Regions from separate parts of the Cricetulus griseus genome. Here region 1 is linked to region 2. The links are chromatin contacts, called in public Micro-C maps. All regions are on one chromosome and are shown on one strand. Each heading gives the region's core, a stretch centred on a gene start, on an enhancer-like site or on the middle of the called end of the contact. The rest is flanking DNA. Distances are from core to core; before and after follow the strand shown.

Region 1 (6,989 bases), core at 4,388-6,887, 180 kb before region 2:
GTGTCTCTGACTGGCACACTGTGCTGCTGGTCAAACATCTCAGAGCTGTTGGTATTAACTAGAGGAAACAGACATTTGATTTCACCTGAATCTTCATGTAATTGAAGATGCCCTGCATCATTGAAGAAGCATCTTTTGCACTGTCTGCCATGCTATTGATATGTCTGGAAGTTAATTACATGGGGGACTAGTGATGGCACACCTATCCCTGGAACTAACCACTGCAGATAACAACGGAAGAAGATTGAATTCACAGACAGGTGGGGTATGCGCATGTAAGCTGACTCATTTCCTCAGATTATCATGTGGGGCATGAATCAAATCCACTTTCAGGTCAGGTGCCCTTCTACCCACTTGTGAAGTACTGTGCTTCAGCCAGTGTGTGGCCATGGAAGCCATAGAGTCTCCACCTTGGATCGATGAAAGTCGTAACGATTTCTGTCACTCCTAGCCCACCCAGGCCTGGGTTTTCCATGAACTTTCCTTGTTATTTCACTGAACAAGCAGCCCTAGGGGGTGTTCTCTTGCCTGGTTTCATATGAATGTTCTCTGTAATTTTTACATGGAGGAGTATAGCATTTAATGCCTGGAAGGCTACCGGTGAAACCCCAAACAGAAAGTTTGTCAATTAGCTAGGTGTGGTGCCTCATTCCTGTAAGCCCACCAGGGAGACTGAGGCAAAAAGATCAGGAGAATTAGGATTTCAAGGCCAGCCTGGGTTATGTGACACCCTGTCTCAAAAAAAAAAAAAAAATCTGAACACATACAGATAGATCTCCAGTTGCTATGACTGTGTGAGGACAGGAACCAGCTATGGCCTGGCATCACATCTTTGGTGCTCCTATAGAGACAACGTGACTGCTTCCATAGCTGAAGGCCCTTGTGGGAGGTCGCCAACAGAGGCACTCCTAAAAGATGGTCATCTATAGAGACAGCCTGGGCATGGAGATTGGAGTTTAGAATTTCTGCTAACTCATATACCAGCAAAACCAAGGGGCACTGGGTTAACCTTTTTATAAAAAACAAAACAAAACAACAACAAAAACAACTAAAATTTTCAACATCCTGCTCGCCTCAACATTTAACTGAGATATGATCACTTATGAAGGACATGTGTGGAAGGTGTGCAGTTGATGGTTTTGGTGAATGCATATACTAACAAAGACAATAGGTCCCCTGAGATCAGCTAGTTGCCATCACCTGAGAAAGTACTTTGCTTCTTTTTCTTCTGAATGAAAGCTCCTCAGTCCTTACCCACCTAATGCAACCAGGAGCCTCATTTGGGTTTAGGTTCCCTGGATCCATTTTGCCTGCTCCTGAATTTCATTTGAATGGTCTAATGCAGTATGTATTCTTTTGTGTCTGGCTTATACATTCTGCTCTTGAGACTTGTCCATGTTTTCACATGGATTAGCAGTTTAGCTCCTTTTTATTGCTAGGCAATGTTGTGTTAGATGATTTGTTTATCCATTCTCCTTCTGAAATACATTTGGGTGGTTTCCAGATTTTCAATATAATGAACAAAGTGGCTACTAGCATTGTCATATAGCTACTTTTTTGTGAACATGTTTTATTGCTTTTGGTTAAAAGCTAGGGGTAGAAATACTAGAGCCTAAGTCTGGTGCATGTTTAACCTTTCTGGAAAGTGCCAGTTTGCTTCCCACAATAGGGATTTTGTTAATGTGGCCAATTGTCCTACAAAGTGAATTCTTCTATTTCATTTTATGATTTGTTTTTGTTGTAAGGTATTGATATAGTATGAGTATGCATTCTTCTGAAATATATTCTTCAGTATCAGATTAATTACATCATTTTAGTTTTTCTTTAAAAATATTTCTGAATTGCTTACAAAACAAACAAACTAAAACCTGGAAGATTCATATTGGAAAATTTGTCACATGCTTTGTTTTCTTTAGTATTCAATATATGTAAAAATTCTTGGAACATGTGTTAGTCATAAAGCAGAATCATAAAGTGGAAGTTTGAAAATCCTCCATATTTGAAAGAACTTTGTGTGTGCTCAGGGGATGCCTCTCTTCTGTTCAAGGGAATAAATAACCTCATTCATCCTTTATATAATTGATATATTTATTTATATAACCATATACTGAATTTTGTTGCTCAAAAAAAAAACTTTCTAGTTTTTTCTTTGCATTCAAGTACTTCATCAAAATGGTGCCCTGCTGTGTGGTTTTCTGGAACTTCAATATAATTTCTCAACACTCTGTCCAGAAGATCTTGCCCTTGAGATCCAAGGCTGTAGTCCATCCCCTTCCTGTGGATTTAGATTTCATTCTGGAAACTGATGACAACATACATTGTTACCTGTAACATTTGTCACTTATTTGGGTTATGCCTCCTGTGTTCACTGCATACATGTTACTTCTCTGGAGAGTCTGGTATGTTCAACAGGATAATTAGATATAAAGCTGTTAGCAAGTAAAAAAAATTCTTTTAAATGAAAACAAGAAACCAATGTCTGCTCAAAACAGGAAAACGTGCAAGATATCTGGGGAAAATGGTGTAAAACAAAATGTATGAGTCACCATGCCTGGAGGTATAAAGCAAACAGTACTTTATTTCCACGGTTGGAGAGAATTAAGTTTGTTTGGGTAGTCAGAAGGTAATCACTGAAGAAAGTGAAAACCAACATCTTTTTCAATGTTAAGGTAGAGCCTAAAAGCAAGGTCAGATTGATTTCATCTTCTAAATATTAAGCACTCAACTTCTCTGTCTAAAAATAGTCATCTTATTGACTTCCAATATGGAAAACATTTAAAAATTCACAAGTCAAGTATTACTTTTGGTTAAAAAAAAGAAAAACAACAACTAAAGGCTTCCCCTACAAATAATTGTTATTTTTTTTGTTCTATATACTTATGTTTACAGGGACAAATATGCAAACATTTTCATAACTAATATTAAAAACATATTGCATTTAAAGGTTTTGTGTTTCACAAACCTAGGAATCACTGCTAAACTGTCTTAATCTACAAATATGCCTCAAAACATTCTGAAATCAAATGTTATTCCTTTGCAATTGAATTATATGCTGAGAGTACCAGTCTGGAAGTATCAAGACTCCATTCGATGCAAGGGAATGCTCTGCAGAAATACTTTAAAATTAGAAGACTGAATTTATATTTTAAATTGATGCATGGTAAATTAAAGTTCTAATATATTTATTGCTTAACGTTCAGGGACATCTAAAACTGGAACAATATATTTAAAAACTAAGGCAAGTTTCAGCTAAACAAAGCAGCCCTACATGTATAATTTTATTTCTTTCCTTTTTAAATGTCCTTTCTATACAGCCAATTCACTGAATATAGCTCACAATTTCCAAGGGAAAAACTGATTCAGACGATACAGAAAAACATGGGCTTAGTTCTCTTTACGGTAGCTTTTGATTTGTTTTCAAGCTCTAAATTTAATAAAAAATCCCCTATGAAAGATGGGATGCATAAGTGTAATGCCGAGATCTTTTACTATTCGAGTAATGAAAGAAACCTTTCTTTGCTACAGAACCGGTCCTCTCCACCAACCAGACAGTCCAACTGTTTACGAGAAAAACACTTCTATTTGATCCAGACATTCACAACTCTTATGAGCCATCTTTTTATTTATCGTGGATATCAATTAGCCTGAGTCATGAAGCCCGACCGCATAAGGGCGACACGTGATTCAATCACTATTTTTAAAAGTCCACGTATTTCAAACTCTTCTCTCCAACCATTGCTGGCTTCTCCCCCTTTGAGGACCTGGCCTCCGCAGTGTTTGTTCGTTAGATGGCAGACCCGGGGAAGCCTCGTCTTGGGGAAACCTCTCCTCTGGCACATTTGAGGAAAGCACCGAGGAGACTTGGGCTGGTGCTAGTTTCTAGTCACTTACAGATCAAAAGAAGCTAGAGGGACACGGAGGAGAGGGGAACTTGAGGCAGGTGCGGGTGGGTTTCTGCAGTGGCCATCGAACCCGGGTGAATGCCACACGTTCCTAAGTTGGGAACCGAGCCAGAGAATGCGTCCGGGTCGGGGTACCCGCCCGCAATTCCTTCCTTGGGAAACCTTCGGACACGCCCCCCAGCTCCGGGTTCCCGCAGCCCGGCGCGCGCTGCGGTCCCTCTCTGCAGCTGCCCACGTGGTGGAGCCCGGAACAGCGCGATGCGGTGGAGCGCCCTCAGGGCGGGAGTGACATGGGGATGGGAGGCCCGGCCAGCAAGACCCAGCCGAGTCGGTCCCCGAATCGGGGCCCCCACATTTCCTCCCCTGGAGGGAGGGAGGCGACATTCCCCGAGCCAGCCCTCCCGGGCGGCTGCCGCGCCCTCTGGCGGCCATCGCCTAGACGCGCCCTGGGCACGAGGGGCCGCCGGTCTGGGTCCCCTTTCCAGGACTCGGGGGCCCGCGGTGGGATCGCCTTCCTCCCAGTAGAGCCACGCGGACCGCACCCTGTCCGCTTCCCGATTGCGCGCGAGCACCGGAACACCTGGGGAGCGCCGCCACGGGCGCCCGAGCCTGGCGTGGAAAGTGCCCTGCTTAGCAATCTTCGGGGGTCCCCTTTCCCCAGGTGTGCCCCTCCCGCCGCGTCTGGGCTTTCCACCACGCTGCGAAAAAATGCTGCATGCATGCACTTATTTATTTATTTTGCAACAGCTGCAAGAAACAATGAAGCTTTTTCACAGAGCGGGCCAGCGCGCTCTCCAGCCGCGCTGTTGTTGTTTTCAATGAAGCTCGGGGCCGCACTCCCCGCCCACCGCGCCCGCAGCCCGCCTGCTCGTCCGCCCGCCCTGCCACCTCCCGGGCCACCGAGTCCCACCGGCGCCCGGGGCATTGTTTTTTGGAGTCCTGCGGGAGGGGTGGGTGCGTACAGGGCTGGCCGGCGCAGTGCGGGTGGGGGCGGAAGCGTGGGCGCGCGCGTGGCTCTGTGTGCGCGCGGGGGCCAGCGCGGGTGGAGGCGCGGGGGGCGGTGCCTCCCTAGCCCGGCTCCCCACGCCCGCGCTCCGCTCCGCACGTCCCTGCGATCCCGAACTCCGGCTCTTGGCGCCTGCCGAGTCGGGGCCCGGCCCTCGGCGCGCCGGGACTGCGGCTGTGGACGCTTGGAGTGTGCGCGCGGGCACGTGTGCGCGGCCCCGAGAGCGCGCGCGTAGAGCCCCCAGTGTGTGGCGGCGGCGGCGCGGTGAGGCTGAGGTTCTTGTTTACCAGCATTAACTCCGCTGAGCGGAAAAAAAAAAAAAAGCGGGGGAGGGGGGAACCGAGGAGGAGGGAGCGCACCGGGCGAACTCGAGAGAGGCCAGCGACAGGGAAGCCGCCAGCGAGCCTGTCCCGGCGCGCTTGGTGCTCGCAGCCCCTCGGCCCCTCTCCTCGGACCCTCCACGCCTCTCCCGCGCCTGCGAGAGCTCCACGGCGCGCGGCGCGCTCGGCTTTGACCTTCAGCGAGCCGGAGCCCCCGCGCACGGAGTCGGCGGCGGGCGGGGGCCGACGTGGGGCGGCGGGAGCTCAGAGCGCTGCACGGCCGCCGCTTTGTGTGTGTGTGTCCTGGATTTGGGAAGGAGCTCGCGGCGGCGGCGGCGCTGAGGGAGGAGGAGGAGGCGGCGGCGAGCGGAGCCCAGAGGAGGAGGAGGAGCCCGAGGAGGGGGAGCCGCTCATTCATTTCCACTCCGCATATCTGCCCCTCGCCGACCTCGCCCGCGCCCGGGACTTCGGACCAGTCTCGCCAACTGCGTCGCGCTCTCCCGCCGCGGAGGCTTGGCCGGTTGCTCCCTCCGGGCATCTGGGGACGTTTGTCCTCGCCTGTGGCGATTTGGGCTTTGCTCCTCTCTCCGTACAGTTTTTCCCCCTCTTCTGCATCTCTGGGTTTGCAAATGGAGGCCGACGACGCCGACAGCCCGCCCCGGCGCGCCCCGGCTTCCCGACTCCGCCGCGCCGTGGGCCGCTGCTGCCGGCGCTGAAGGGGCCGCCCCGCGCCACCCTCCCCGTCCACGCCGCCTTCCGAGAATCGTCGCCTGCGCTCTTGTTTTTGAAGGAGAGTGAGGACTGAGTTGGAGACTTTTCTTTTCTTTTTTCTTTTTCTTTTTCTTTTGAGAGAAGGGAATTGCGTCCCAAATAAAAGGAATGAAGTCTGGCTCCGGAGGAGGGTCCCCGACCTCACTGTGGGGGCTCGTGTTTCTCTCTGCCGCGCTCTCGCTGTGGCCGACGAGTGGAGAAAGTGAGTATTTGCCCGCCGCCCGCGGCCACTGCGGGAACTTTTCCTCCGAGGGGCTGCGCCCTGTTTGGGAAAACCCAGTTGCCACGGGCGCAGCTGTCGGACTCCCGAGCTCGAGAGCGGAGGGTGGGGCTCTCACTGAAGGCAGGAGGGGAGCTTAAGGCTCGGGACCCCCACGGACTCTGGCTCAGCGCATCCGTGCTCAGGAAGGGCCTCAGGGCTTTCTCTTTCACTGTCCCGGGAGCGCTGTCCCGCGCGCGGCCTGGTGGGTGGGCAGCACTTGCTCCACGGCTCTTCAGGGACACTCCCGCGCGTGGGCACTTGGTGGGGAAGTTGGTGTCTGGGTGGGTTCAGGGTCCCTGCCACCCTCGTCTCTCCTCACCCCTGCGCGCGGGCATCTCCACACCCAGCGCCCATCCCGCGCAGCGCACCACGGTGACAGCACCTTTGGAGGCTTCACCGGTGGCTCATGGGGTAGACTGAGTGCGCCGTGGCGGCGAGCGGGAGCCTCCTGCCCTGCGGGGTGCAAGTTGTCCTTGAGGGGGAGGTGCGGGGTGGGGAGGCCTCGCGGCCCCAGGAAACGTTTCCAAACATCACGGCATGGCCTCCTGTCGTCCAACTTGTTTGGCCCATAAGGTCCCTAGGGTTTTTGGCCTTTAGCATCATCTCACATGATACGATGGGCGTCTAGTCCCCTCGTCCCCCACGGCTTCGTGACTCGGGACTCATCGGTGTGGCTCTGGGGTTCAGGGTTTATTCCCCGGCTTTCCCTAGGGAAGCGTGAGCTTGGG
Region 2 (6,355 bases), core at 1,252-3,751:
ATACACTGTGTGTTTCAAATATTTGGCTTGTTTTGGTTTTAAACAACACAGTGATATTACCTATACCAAAACAAATTCCACTAACAAACAAGCATCTATAGTCTTAAAGCAAAGCTAGCTTCTGTTGTTGCCAGTATCAACTTTATAACAGTTTACCCTTTTCCACCATAATAAAGGCTTGGAATGGAGGGATACTGACAAGTGTCATATTATTGGTGTGTTACTATAATTAGGGTGTATTATATTATTATTAGGGTATAAGCAGGGGCTGTGGAGCCCCACAATTCTTGAGACTCTAGATATTGCTACCTGGGGGACACAATAGACTGTGAGTAAGTCAATGGATGGTCAGATAGAAAAGGAGATAGTTCAGTGTTGAGATGAAAGTAAAATGGTGATGTGCGTAGTTGTCAGCACATGGACGTGGAGATGTTTGAGTTGAGATGGAAAGGGTAAGTAAAAGCCTGGGACACAGAGGAAGCCTTCAGATTGGAAAGCAGGCAAAGGCCCCTCACAGATACAAACTCAAGAGTATGGGGATGCTCCACCCTCAGGGATGGTATTTTGTTGACTCTGTAGATACTTGGGTGACCATGAAATTTTGCTTTTCACCTCTTGACTTTCCCAACAAACCACACTAGCAGATTCTGGCCAGAGAAGTGAGAATGGAAAGAGACCTACCTTGGCACTGCTCTTTGTACACAACATAGTTGGTTGGAGCTTGTGAAAGGTATGCCAAGAGAGGAAGTGATTTTAGGCAGAGTGGAAATATGCCAAGTAGAGAATACAAAAAATTGCTGACCTGGCAGAGAACACACAGTAATTACATGTGTGTAAGGAACCGCTGAGAGACGTACAGTGGCAGGGGTACTTGCGATGCTAGGAAGAAGTCCTGCAAGTGTTTGGCAAGTTTTCAGTGGGCACTTTATTTTGAGCCCATCTCCACTTGAGACCCAAATCAGAAGTTAACACCATCCCAGCCCTCAGTAAGTTCAGGGTCTTAATGAGGTAGGCAGACCTCAAGCAGAGTCTTAAAAAAACAGCATTAAAAGCCCTATCAGGGACTTAGTGTTAATGGAAACAAATTTCAGTCTTCTGCAAGAAGTGGGGTGAGTGGACCAGGGAGAACGGTGGAGAACAGTGGCCTCTCCTGGGCAGGCAGGGGTAAAGTCTAGAAAGCATAAAAACCAATCTTGAGTAAAAGGATGTGTGTGGTCTGGGCAGGGACCTGGGAATAGAACAAAGTGTCTGGAGGGAAGATGCCTGCAAAGAAAGAAGCTACTGGTTTGGGGTCTGAAGCCAGGCTGCCAGGACCAAGGAAAATCTAAATCCATGTCTCTGGCATTGGAGACTTTGTACAGCAGAGGTGACTCCGGTTGAGTATTTGCTGGGGCTGCTTGTGACAGGCTCCATAGGAGATAGCCGAGGCTGAGAGAGATCACCAACTAGGGCAGCAAAGGAGAGTGCCAGGTGACCTGTTTGCATCAAGTCACCTCCTACAAGATACCCTTAATTGATGTCTTGAGTGTGGACAACTGACAACATGGCCTCTGCAGAGTGTAGAATCATGGAGCAAGTATTAAAATGGAGAGCCCTCTTGTCTGGCCTCCTGGTTCCGTTCTCTGTAGAGAGGGCTTGCTCTGGATGGCGACTTAGGTAGACTTCTGGGGATGATCATGCACCAGGGTGAACAACGTCCCCATAGCCCCCATACTAGGAGCCGATGGTTTCCTTCAGCTGGGGTCCTGTAAGGATGATGAGGCAGGAATGAGGGAAAGGGAGATGGAGCCAAACTGCTAGAAATACTATGGAAAAGGCAAGTTAACCTCTCATTTCTTGTCAAGTGGCCTCAATACCATCATGTCTTGTTTCTTTTTGTGTATGTTCTCGATCCCAGCTGCTCCGAATATGCCCAGAGCTCTTAAAACTTGTTATCAAAAGACGTAGTAGGGCATCTGGCGCACCAGCGTATCATTAATGGCGTATTGTGTACTGCAACGATTTTCGTGTGTGATTTAAAGCAACTTTCAGAAAAGATAAATCTAAAAATTCATTCCACGACAAGGAGGTGGCTTCTGGGCAGAAGCGACCAAAATCGGTTATCATTCCCTTTGGAGAGTTTTTCAGCCCTAAAATGAAGATGAGCAGACGGTGGAAGCAAAACCTTTGCGGTCCTTCACAGTACAAAAATGATGTGGCACTGGAAGTCAGCAGTTCTGGCGCGGGGGCTCCAAATGACGCCTCCGGTGCTGAGTTTTGGGGGCAACCCCTTCCCTCCCTCCCTGCTGCGGCAGCGGAGGTTCCTTTTGTCTCGGGTGCTTCCCCACCCCGCCCTGCCTGCCAGAGGGAGCTGGCACAGCGCGGCCTCCCCACCGCCCCTGGACCAAGGTTGTTTACTACTTTCTACTCGGAATAACACGCCAATCACCAGGGCCCGCCCTCCCTATCAGCCAATCGGTTCGTTGGGAAATTCCACCTTTCCAAATGGCCTGGGTAGTGATTGGCTGGGGGACGTGTCAGTCAAGTGGGCATCCCGCAAGGATGCAGCAGGAGTATTAGGGACGCGATCACCAGAGCCAAGGAGGAGTAACCTCCTCATAAACAAGATGGGCCCCCCAAGAAAGAGGGGGATTGGGGTGGGGAATACAAGCCCAGCCCACCCCCGGGGCCCCACTGGCGTGAGGGCCGAGCGCAGAGCCGGGGAATCCCTCCCTCTACCTCCCGCCCCTGCTGCAGTTGTAAACACGTTTCCCTCCATGTCTGTTTTTCTTTCTCTAGCCGTGGCCATTACAGGCTGCTGTTTACAAAAATCCTTCAGGGCGGTGCTGTTTCCCTGGGACCCTGTACTCCATTCCCCTTGCCTCCAGATGCTCTTTCACGCTTTCTCCTTTTCTTCCTGATGCTAGGCATAGACTCAAGGAAGCTGCTAGATTCATGCAGGCTTGTTTTCCGTTTACTGTTGCAGGCGAGGCAAGTCAGGCTGTAGCAGCTTCACCATTTCCCAGGAGGACTAGCTGGCTGGCTGTCCATTAGGAGCACCACGCAGCCCAAACAGACACAGCTATAGGACTGGCTGGGCTTTTTGTTGTTGTTATTGCTGGTCTGAGTCACAATGAATGTTATTTTGATTCTGCATTTTCTTCCAAAATTCGTCTTAAAATCTATGCCCGCTTAAAGGTTTGGGATTTAACATCCCCACCCTCCCCACCACACGCTCCGCTCCTTTTCATAAAGGCAGTATTGTGTTGAACTAAATGTTTTTCTACCTTCTGTGATCTGAATCAGGTTTCCCATTTCTAGCAGCACAATGTAGTTGTATTCTGTGTGGTTGGGGCGTAGTGGACATGAATTATTTGCGACAGGGTTGCCTGGAAGATGTGGAGTGGAGTTTGCGTGACGCGGAACAGCTCCAGTGCTCAAGGTTTCTGTTACACTGGCTCCGAGCAGGAAGAGCAGGCAAGATGGCAAAACACAGCACGTAGCATCCCGTTAAAAAACGCTCTTTTCTAGAAGCTACTATTCCAAATGACATCCAATCTTGCTTAGTTTTTTCCCCCTTTCTTTTTTTCCCCTGGAAAACAAATGTATGGAAATTTGTTGCAGATATTTAGCAGGAAGCTTTGTCAACCTGAAAAACGTGGTTTGGAGGTTCTGGTGAGAGGCCAGAGGACCTTAAGGACAATGCTTTACAAGGTTTGGGGTTGTAGGAATTGTAGAGACACATAACCAGAACCTCAGCAGAGGAGGCCCCGGACCTTGGCTCCTCTAGTCCTACAGTCTACAAAGTTGTTTCAGTGGGACCCTTGAAGACCATGATGGAGGCAGAAGGGGGGGCGGGATGGGATGGGGAAGGTAGCTGCTGGAATGAATGTGGGCCTTGCTTGTGCTGGCCAGGGTTGGATCCCCAAGAGTAGCTTCCATGGCCTGCCTGTGCAGGACTGGAACACTACAGTTTCAAGTTAGGAAAGCCTGATTTGGATCTCAGTTGGTTGGCTCGTTTTCTCTCCCACTTATCTATCCATTTGCTTACTTTCCCCCTCCAGCCGTCTTTCCCCAAATGATCAAATTAATATGTAACATGCCATTATGGGTAAAGTGTATTGAGTTGTGTGTCAGGATTTGAAAGGAGATGTGGCTGTGTAGCATGTAGTAAGAGCAAGTTAAGAAGACCAGAGGTGGGGCAGAGTTCTGCCTAAGGGCTACAAAGTTCCTGGCATCATTACCCCACCTTATGAAGTTACAAACTGGACAAGGGATTGAAGGGAGAAAGACACCATAATGAAGTATGTTGTGATGATGTGTGCGCTAGCTCCTGTCCCTTATTAGCTGTCTAATCCAGGCCACCTCTGTTAGCCTCCCTGTCCTCTGCCTGAAAGGAAAGCAGTGATTTCTAAGCATGGCTGTGAGGGCTTAGTGACTTTTATTATGCCTGGGTCTATTGCAGAGGTGCCTGAGCCTGGAACCTTGTCTGACAAGTGATCTTGCCCCTTCTTTGTTCCCTGACCCTTCCTTCACCAAACCCTCCTACTTACTCGGGCATAGCGAACTCATCTTTTCCTGGGTATTTGTGTTGCCTATTCCTTTCTGGCTAAATCAGGCTGTTGAATTTTTCCATGTCAACATCTTCCAAGAACCAGGAAGTCACGTTTGAATAATAACCATAGTGTTTTCTTGTAAGAGAATGCCAGGGTGCCTAGTGGATTCTTCAGATGAGGATGCAGGGATGGGGGAAGAGGGGTGATGAGGTCAGCTGCTCTTCTCCGAAGTGTCTTCAGGTGTTGAGTGAGATCTTGACTTAATCTCCAGGCTTTCATAAGCCTGGCAAAACAGTGGCCCTGGCCTGGCTCTGAGCTCTGAGCTCTCTTGACCTGATTTCACCCCGACTTTGCCTGTGTCTCCTACCCCACCAGAACACATATGTACATACCATGCATGTGAACTTCCTGCTTCCTGTGATGAGGGTCTGTGGTTCCTCTCCAGTTCTGGAATGGCCTCCCAGATGCCAGGGTGACCCATTTACTAGAACAATCTTCAGCTAACCCCTCCGAGTTCTGTCCCAGTAGTACCTTTGGTCTTACCAGTCCTGTCACTGCTTATGGAACAGTGATAACCTCTTATAATGTGTCCTATAATCCCATGGTTGACTGACTTTTCCCACAGTTGGTAGTAGTTTTCTGTGTGCCCCAGGCACACAGTCTGTCATTCTCCATTCCCTCTCAGTATAGCTTTCGTGCCTGGGACTTGGGCTTGACCTGAGAGCCTTTCTTTCTTAATCTGGAGCAAAAGTGATAATACCTCTTCCTTGGGGAGTTGTAAGGATTAACTGTGCCTGGCTTCAAGTTTATACCTAGCAGGCACTCTGGAAGGGGGAAGAGTTATTGTAAGTGTTGTCTTTTTATCATCCATAGATGGAGATGTTAGTAGCTGTATAGGTCTGCCAAGAGAATGACTGAGAATTATGTAAATGGGGGCCTGATTACTGCTCCTTTACCCTTTCCCTGTATGGATAAGGCATCCTTTTTACACTCCCTCTTTGGCAAGCCTTTGATAAATATAATCAGAAATTTAAATTTAGTTTAAGAGTTAGTGTTTCTTGAATAGTGATTTTGTGAAAGCTGTGGTCAAGGTTCTAGAAACCCTAACCTGTGGGAATTGGGTCATAGAGGAAAGTGTGAGCCACCTGAGGGCAGAGTCGGGTGGGTTTTGTTTGTTTGTTTGTTTTCTTTTTAATTGCAAGGTTATTGGGTTGAAGTTCTATGATTGACACTGAATGGTAATGCCTCTGGGTCTTCTCAAGTCCATGCAGTTAGCTGGTCATTTTGCAGAAGCAGGCCAGACCCTATGGAGGGCTTGTGATGGCTGCAGAATATGGCCACAGAATAATGGATAATGGACAGGGTCCAGTGGTTACCACTGCCACTGTTAGAATCGGTGGGTTTTTCTGAACCCTGCTCAGTCCCATCACCCTAGAATGGACCTTGCATACTGGGTGGCACCAAGCCTATAGGACTCTTGACCCTTACTCAGCAATGATTTGTAGGATGCCTACAAATCATGCCCTTCGTTGAATGAGGACCTGGTAACTTTCCTGACCCAAGCAGCTATCTTACAACCAGGTAATCTAACCAGCTTGGTTTGTTGTCGTCATTGTTGTTGCTTTCCCATTTATACATGTATAGCTCTATGTTCTAGACAAGTCACTTAATTCCACCCAAACCTTGGTTTCTTCTTCCTCATTATAAAGACAATATACAAGTGAGGGGTAGGTGAAATAGTATATGTAAAATGGATAGATCTGGGCCTGTTTGGTTTGGGGTTTTTTTTGTGTTTTTTTGTTTTCTAACTGTGTTAGCAT

The links. A called contact is a pair of places that touch in the nucleus more often than the background predicts.
Region 1: a Micro-C map of the CHO-K1 cell line shows a contact between it and region 2, with 4 times the contacts expected there. The contact joins the promoter of Igf1r here to the enhancer-like site in region 2. A contact is called at or near these places in 6 of 8 Hi-C or Micro-C datasets (the CHK-Q cell line, the CHL-YN cell line, the CHO-K1 cell line and 2 more).

The regions. Positions count from the first base shown.
Region 1 is chr3:129,271,450-129,278,438 of CriGri-PICRH-1.0, reverse strand. Igf1r (insulin-like growth factor 1 receptor) reads left to right here and starts at 5,637. Exons shown (of 21, transcript XM_027408129.2): 1 at 5,637-6,201. The coding sequence starts at 6,108.
Region 2 is chr3:129,084,722-129,091,076 of CriGri-PICRH-1.0, reverse strand. The region is part of intron 2 of Igf1r (insulin-like growth factor 1 receptor); the gene reads left to right. Among named protein-coding and RNA genes, the nearest start is that of Pgpep1l, 120 kb to the right of the region's middle. Within about 2 kb of position 2,501, at least 6 of the 6 cell types and tissues checked have open chromatin away from gene starts, as enhancers often do. A contact at or near this core is called in the CHO-K1 cell line and fibroblasts, where this site is marked.